Linked DNA regions of Zea mays: region 2 is linked to region 1. A link is a contact called in public Hi-C data. All regions are on one chromosome and are shown on one strand. Each heading gives the region's core, a stretch centred on a gene start, on an enhancer-like site or on the middle of the called end of the contact. The rest is flanking DNA. Distances are from core to core; before and after follow the strand shown. Region 1 holds the start of LOC103640907 (alanine--tRNA ligase). Region 2 holds the start of LOC100276490.

Region 1 (3,921 bases), core at 511-3,010:
CTCGGTGCCTCCCCTGCAGTGCTGCTCTCAACCGCCTCCATGCTTGGCTCCCCCGCCTCCATGCTTGGCTCCCCCGCCTCCCCCTGTGTGCCTCCTCTGCCTGCCAGTGCCCGCCTCCCCCTGCTCGGCTGCTCTCATCTGCTATTCCGCCTGCCCGCCTGCCCGCCTCCCCTGCAGTGCTCTCATCCACCTCCCCTGTTCCCAGCTCGTCCACTGTTAGTCTGCCAGAACCCAGATTGTCTGATTTACTCTATTCTTTGCACTTGCAGAGTGAAATGGCAAGCAATAGTGATGCCAATGCATCTGTAGTTGGTATTTCCCTTGATATTATTATGTGAACTTATGTTATATTGATATTTTGTCCATGTTGTTTAGAGTTCAGTAAACAAGGGAACGAAGCGACCGATAACGTCCCCTCGGGGAGGAGAAGGGATTGACTTCGGCTCCTATTACCTTTGTTTACCAATCTTCAAATTGGTGAATTGGTTAATAGGAAGTGCGCGCTAGCACGCTTCATATTTCTAGTAAGACATTTTAAAGCTCGCATAAACGTTTTGAAGCCAAAAGGTACTCATGAGCGCTTCAACTGTGTATCGCTTTAATAACCATGGATGTAACCATTCAAACTTTCAAAGTGCAATTTGATCATCACAATCAGCTCAGAAACACCATCACTGAAACCATTACATGCAGGCAGAAAAAGAGCATATTTCCTTTCGAATTTAAAAACATAGGTAGCTAATCTCAGAACCAGCAAAGAAATAGTTCTTACGAATTTGTGGGAATTTCAACTCTAAACAACCAATTCATTTATCACAGAAACTTCCAAATCGTTAAATGGATAACAAAAAAGTCCATCTTGTCATATTTCTTATATTCATATAATTATATAGGAGTCCAGAAAAGTGCCTCTGACCACTGGAATACCAGATCACACAAATCAAAAACCCTGGAATACGACCAAAACCCATGTTTCGTGCAATGGACTCAACTTCCATTACCATAAGCAGCTCCCTCCTAAATCTGCAGCCTCGAACAATCTCATGGAAATCCAACACACTAGCCTCGAAGCAATCAACCATCAATTAGAATTGGGCGGCAAAGGAGTACCTGGGTGAGAAGCTCCCAGGCCCATCTGATGGCCTCCTCCTTGAAATAGTCCCCGAAAGACCAGTTCCCAAGCATCTCGAAGAAGGTATGGTGGTAGGTGTCATTCCCCACGTCGTCGAGGTCGTTGTGCTTCCCGCCGGCGCGGATGCACTTTTGGGTGTTACAGGCACGGTGCAGGCGGCCGAGCGGCGAGTCCGGCGCCGCTGTGCCGAGGAAGACCGGCTTGAACTGGTTCATTCCAGCGTTGGCGAACAGCAGCGTGGGGTCGTCGACGGGGACCACGGGACTCGACGGCCACCTCGTATGTGCCTTGGACTCGAAGAAGGTTAAGAACTCCTGGCGGATCCGCCGGGACGGCCACGCCGGCGACGGATCCATCTGAGGCGGGGCGGCGGCTGGGGAAGATGAGAACGATGACGAGAAGGAAACTAGGATGGTGGCGGCGGGCAAAACCCTAGCTTCGAGACGAGTGAAGAGACGAAGCAGGCGGCACGCGCGTGGGAGGGTCGGCACGGTCAGCATCCACCCATCTAGGCTTCGTCTGACAACGACGAGAAATCTTTTCAATTACAAACTTCAGCCCCTTTCAGGCAACGCCCAGAACTTCACATGTCCAATGTCCAAACGGGCCGGTCGGTCGTGGCCCGACACGAGCGTGTGATTTGATGTTGAAGCATTTAAAATTCACTAGGTGAGTGCCCGTGCGTTGCAACGGAATATAAATTATTCGTTAAAATGTTAGCCTACAATGATTACAGTAAGAAAAACAACACATAATTTATAATCAACATTGTAGTCCTCTGCAGAGACAATGTTTGAGAGAGGTCATGCTAACAAGACAAAAAATCTAAAAGATAATTATTTATACGCAGATGTTCTTATAATAGTATTTCACATGTCCTATGTAATGAAAACCATCAATTGTCACTATTTTAGTATTCCTTGTGATTTAATCTTCTCCCATACATCTAGCGAACCTTGTATGCATAGATGAAAAGCAAAGGAGACAAAATTGGCAGAGATATATACTTGTAGTTCCATTGTAATTTCTCAAACAAATGGCACAAGCGAGTACACATTTATTAATATAGCAGAAAAATAACACAAAAAATAGCCAAAGAAGGAAAGAAAAAGAAAAACAAATAAAAACTACCAATAGCACCCAAAATAAACTAAGTACTTTGCAATATGGAAATATGGATTCCATTGCACGTAAACCTTTCTATCTAAAGAAAATATGATATGATGAAAGAGTGGAACATAGGTACATAACCTGACCTGAAACCATACTCATAACTCTCAGTTTATCAGGTGAGCGGTCAGTACAATGATAGAGCCAAAATCAGAATTAGCTTGTTACGGGCATCAAAACAACAATCACAGTCACCTTGTTCACGCTACATCAGCCAGAGGGCGGCAACATCGTAGCATACCCGGGGTAGTAGAAGCAGCACGCGGGAATCGACTCCACAGCGGGCAACAGGGACCCGACCTTGTAATGCCCCTCATTTCTAAATGATGAATAAATGATGGATGTGGTAACCTTTTGTTGTAGCATAGAAATTAGTTTGAAAGCAGCACAAAAAAGCTAATACATATAAAAGAGTTAACACTATAGATTAAGTAGGTTACAATTTGATTTGGTAGAATGCAAATACATCATTGTGGCAGAAGCAGCATATGTCCAGGTAGTAGGCGCTTCATACATCATATTAGCCTCCTCCACAATACAAAGAGCCTGTCATTACGTACAACAAATTCCACTATTAAAATCACAGCAATCCTGAACCAAATGTTGAATACTTTAAATTAAGAGGAAAGATGCATAAAACACAACTATTGGAACATGTCATTTACAAGTCTTATAAAGCCATGCAAGTTAAACCATTGAAACAGAGCATTCTATATGTTGACATATAGAACCTACAAGGTATGCAGGCAAGACAGGCTTCTCAAATATGTGGATAGAATCAATTTATGGGCATCATTTTTAGCCTTACCTTATGTGCTTATTAAAGAAAATAGTATTTTTAATGTCTAACTTGTTCAAACTTGATCCTTTGTTCTCCTGTCAATTTTCACTGTTATATTAAAAGCAAACACATAGTAGAATAGTTGAAATTGGCTAGTAAGATCTGTGAAACAGAGAGACAAGCATATTAGTGAAACCTCTTCGCTCCAATTCTTCACTAAATTTAAAGAATAAAACTTAGAACTAACTTGCATTAAAGAAATCAACAAAAGGATAATATATTCAAATAAATGAAGTTAAAATGGTTGGATCATTGCCCTCAAATTCAAGAAGCTAGGTTAAATCGAGGCCAAGCATTATAGTTTTTGATGCTCAACTGGACAAAAGGGTCTGCAACTATATCTATATATTATTAATATGTGTGCACCACACATATCTAAAAAATGGAAGGGAAGTAAACACTTATTGGTTGTTATTTATAAAAATGGGAGGTTATTACATCACAAATCATCACTCAAAGGCAGGTTATTATCAACTACATAATGATTAGATACGCATATAATCGATCTCTGCTTGTTTTCTTTTATGCTTCCTAAATGTGAAAGTTGTAGAGTAGTATCCTCTCTCCTGTCCAAAAAAGGAGTACTCATACCTGAGCTCAACAGTTCTAGAGTATGAAAGATAAATATAAGAAAACAAGTACTATTCTTACCCAATGATGAGGCATGATGTCAGGGATTGATTGCCTCCTCATGGAAATATCTCAAGGCATATATAGGCAGGGAAACACACCCGACAGCCATCCCTCACGCATTGCAGCTGCAATTTCCACTATGGCA
Region 2 (3,921 bases), core at 672-3,171, 580 kb after region 1:
CCATAAGGGCACATATCAACCTCTTGTGTTTGCAACACTAATCACTTCCCCAATTTTAAGTGTAATGATCCTCTCGACCTACCTATTGATCATCCCTAGACATGATCATGGGCCACCTGACTCGACCAAACCGACCCGACCCGTCCGAAAAAACCCGACCCGATCAATGCAATGGGCGAGTACATGCCATAGGTTTTGACCCACAACAATCCACGGGTTGGGTACGGACCATGATTTTTGACCCAAAACCCGACCGAACTCAGAAAAATCTTGACCCGACATGCCCAATAGGGAAGCACAGGTTGACTTGACCCAACCCGACACTAGGTACGGGCCGTGTCAAATGACCCACGACCCGACCTGACATTTGAATATGTCTAATCATCTCAAATGGTAGCTTCAAAACCCTAATCAAAATTGGAATGGTAGCGAACTCTATCATTCTAGAGTTTTTGCCACATGAAACTATCACTAGGTCTCTTAGATCCTTGCCCACGATCCACAGGTCATCCTCCATGACCCATATCTTCTCAGACACCTGGTGGAAAGTGACCAAAAATGGTTTTTGGTGAGGTCCTTACAATCTATTCCTTTCATAGAACACCAAACTACACCTATAACATGCTCAATAGTTACCAAAGGGACATGCTTTTTTGATAGGACCTTCACCACCGCTTTACAGACTCTCGACGACCAAATGCCCCTAGGGACTCAACACCGGTGAAATAGTGTTCCATATGCTTCTAAATATTTTTATGGGGTCCCAAAGAAAACAAAAACGGACACCGGATGAATGACATGATGTTAGGAGCCGATTTGATTGAGACCATCAACGACATGTTATAGAGGGAAAGGGCGAAAAACTCAAAACCCTAGTCACCAAAAACCGCCTCGAGTCGTCTAAGCGCCAAAAACTCTCTGAGAGGACTAGTTGCTTGTTCTTGGCACCTTTTCAGTTGATGGGGTGTTTGGCTCTCCCACTAAAGTTTAGTATGTGTCACATCGAATGTTTAAATAACAATCATGAGTATTAAATAAAATCTAATTAAAAATAATTATATATATAAATACTAAACAACGAGATGAATTTATTAAGCCTAATTAATCTATGATTATCAAATATTTATTGTAGCACCACATGGGCGGATCATGGACTAATTAGACATAGGGGTATTTGAATGCACTAGAGTTAATAGTTAGCTGCTAAAATTAGTTGAAAACATCCAAACAGTCTAGCTAATAATTCAGCTATTAAATATTTTTAGCAAATTAGTTAACGGGGTGTTTAAGGTCCTGTTTGGAAGCAACCCAGTTTTTAAGAAACCAATTTTTATCTTTTAGCTAGGAGAGGTCAGATTCTTGGTTTTTAATAAACTGATAATCTAATTTCTATAAACTGAGTAATAAATTGGTATATCTGGAACCACATCAATATCTATAAACTAGTTTCTTAAAAACCGAGTGCTTCCAAACCGGGCCTGAATGTACTAGAGCTAATAGTTAGCTGCTAAAATTAGTTGGATACATCCAAACAGTCTAGCTAATAGTTTAGCTATTAACTACCTTTAGTAAATTAGCTAATATGTAGCTAATATTTTGTTAGCTAGTTAATTTTACTAACAATTTTTTAACCAACTAGCTATTACCTCTAGTGCATTCAAACACCCCTAATAGTTAGCTAGTTATTTGTTAGCTAGCTAATTTTACTAGAATTTTTCTAGCCAACTAATTATTAGCTCTAGTGCATTCAAACACCCCCTTAATAAACTCTGTTTAGTTATTATCTGTGTAATTACTTATGTAACTAAAATTTATTTAATATTTTTAACAAGTGTCATTAGCTTGTTGGTCCAAAAAAAAAGGTGTCCATAGCTTGCCCGTCGTGGTCGGTGTAATCTGGCCCGAACTTGGCCAGGCGCCCAGGCCCATACATCCCTTGCCTCTTTCTCCTCCCCCGCATCTGCTTCTTTCTCTCCACGCCAACCCGACACCGCGCGGTCGGCTCGGCTCGGCCATCCCCGCCAGCTCCCGCTCGAGATCCCAGCGCCATGACGATCGGCGTCGCTCTCTTGCTCGACCTCACCTCCCGCCTGCCCCGCGCCGGGGCATCCGCCGCCTCCGCAGCCGTCCGCTCCCACCCCGGTCTCTCTACCACCGCCTTCGCCGCGACTGCCGCGGCCGCGTTGTCGTCCTCCGGGGTGCCGCTCTCCGCGCGCCACCTCTTCGGGTTCGTTCCCTGCCCCTATCGCCCTCCCTCCATCACTTCTTGCTAGGTTTCTCTCCCTGTGAGCTGGCGGCTTCCACATCGTCTGCTTGGTTGCCAGAGCACGACTGCCCGTGTTGCGGTAGAGGTGTTCGATCCATTGCCTGGCAGGTTTCGACTGGGGTTTGGTTCGCGGTTTAGCCGGAGCTCTGGGCTCCGATGGTGTGTGTTTCAGTCGCCGCATGTTAATTAGTGGCTCCATCTGATCACATGTTAGCAGTGGTGTGGTAGAGCACGGATTGTGCCTTGAGAAGGAAGAAGAAGATAGGAAGTAGGAGGAAGGCGACGCGTGTTCACTATTGCAGTATTCTGTTTTTTCTTAAACGTTTACAAAGACCTGTGCCTCCTTATATTGGAGCACTCACAAGACTCACGCTACAACCTAGTTCGGGTCACTCACACGAGTGTTGGGCTGGCGCACACGCAAGCCACGTCGCGGCCCAGTAGTCACAGATTCAGGTGTGTCGCGTGCAGCCATCTCCTGAACACCATCCTCTGTAGCCTGATCACCATCCTCAGCGCTGACATCCCCCCTGGGAGAAAACCTGCTTGTCCCCAAGCAGGGGCACCGGGAAACGATTGCTGTAGAGCCACAAAATCTTCCCAAGTTACCAAGGAGGACGACATACTGGACCACTTGATCAGCACCTGCAAGCGGCCATCAACTCCCAGACGACGCTGAAGAATAGCTTCTGGAATCTGTATGCCAGTTAAGGAATTGGGTAGCTGTGCTAGCGTGACATCTGAAGGAACAATGCGCTTCAACTGGGACACGTGAAACACCGGATGGATGGTTGAAGTAGAAGGCAGCTCCAATTTGTAAGCAACACTACCCACATGAGCCAGGATCTTATAGGGACCGAAGAATCGAAATGCCAATTTTTGATTTGCCTGAGGAGCCAACGAAGCCTGCACATATGGTTGTAATTTGAGATAAATCCAATCTCCCACAACAAAGGATCTCTCGGAGCGACGCTTGTTGGCTTGCGTTTGCATGCGATGTCTTGCTCGGGCAAGATGCTGCTGAACCAAGTCAATCATGACAGTTTTCTCCTGTACTCACTCATGCAAGGATGGAACATGGAAAAGTGAAGTTAGATCGATCCAAAGTACTTTGGAGAGTACCCATACAATACCTCAAATGGTGAATAGCCCAGAGCGGAGTGCCAACTAGAGTTGTACCAAAACTCAACCAGATATGTCCAGTCCACCCATTTATTAGGACATGCATGAACAAAACATCTAAAAAATGTTTCCATACATTGATTCACACGCTCCGTCTGACCATCGGATTGGGGGTGATAAGCGGTACTCATACTGAGAGAAACTCCAGCCATAGAGAATAATGCCTTCCAAAAGTGACTGGTAAAAATGCGGTCCCGATCAGATATGATGGTTGTGGGCATGCCATGCAATCTGTAAATCTGCTGCAGAAATACTTTGGCCACTGAAACAGCTGTGAAGGGGTGTTTGAGGGGCACAAAATGACTGAATTTGGAGAATTTGTCAACTACCACTAAGACATAGTTCATTCCTCTAGAAACAGGAAGTCCCTCCACAAAATCCAAACTCAACAGTTTGCCAGGCTCCTGCGGGAACCGGAAGTGGCTGCAAGAGTCCAGGTTATTTCACCCTCTCCGGTTTGGCTTGTTGACACG

Evidence for each region. Hi-C and Micro-C count contacts between places; a contact is called where the count stands out from the background.
Region 2: a contact with region 1 is called in a Hi-C map of tassel, with 5 times the contacts expected there. The contact joins the promoter of LOC100276490 here to the promoter of LOC103640907 in region 1. A contact is called at or near these places in 6 of 25 Hi-C or Micro-C datasets (ear, endosperm, leaf and 1 more).

The regions. Positions count from the first base shown.
Region 1 is chr10:18,170,510-18,174,430 of Zm-B73-REFERENCE-NAM-5.0, forward strand. LOC103640907 (alanine--tRNA ligase) reads right to left here and starts at 1,761. Exons shown (of 22, transcript XM_008664354.2): 1 at 1,111-1,761. The coding sequence starts at 1,632.
Region 2 is chr10:18,745,959-18,749,879 of Zm-B73-REFERENCE-NAM-5.0, forward strand. It overlaps LOC100276490, which reads left to right and starts at 1,922. Exons shown (of 6, transcript NM_001150264.2): 1 at 1,922-2,227. The coding sequence starts at 2,049.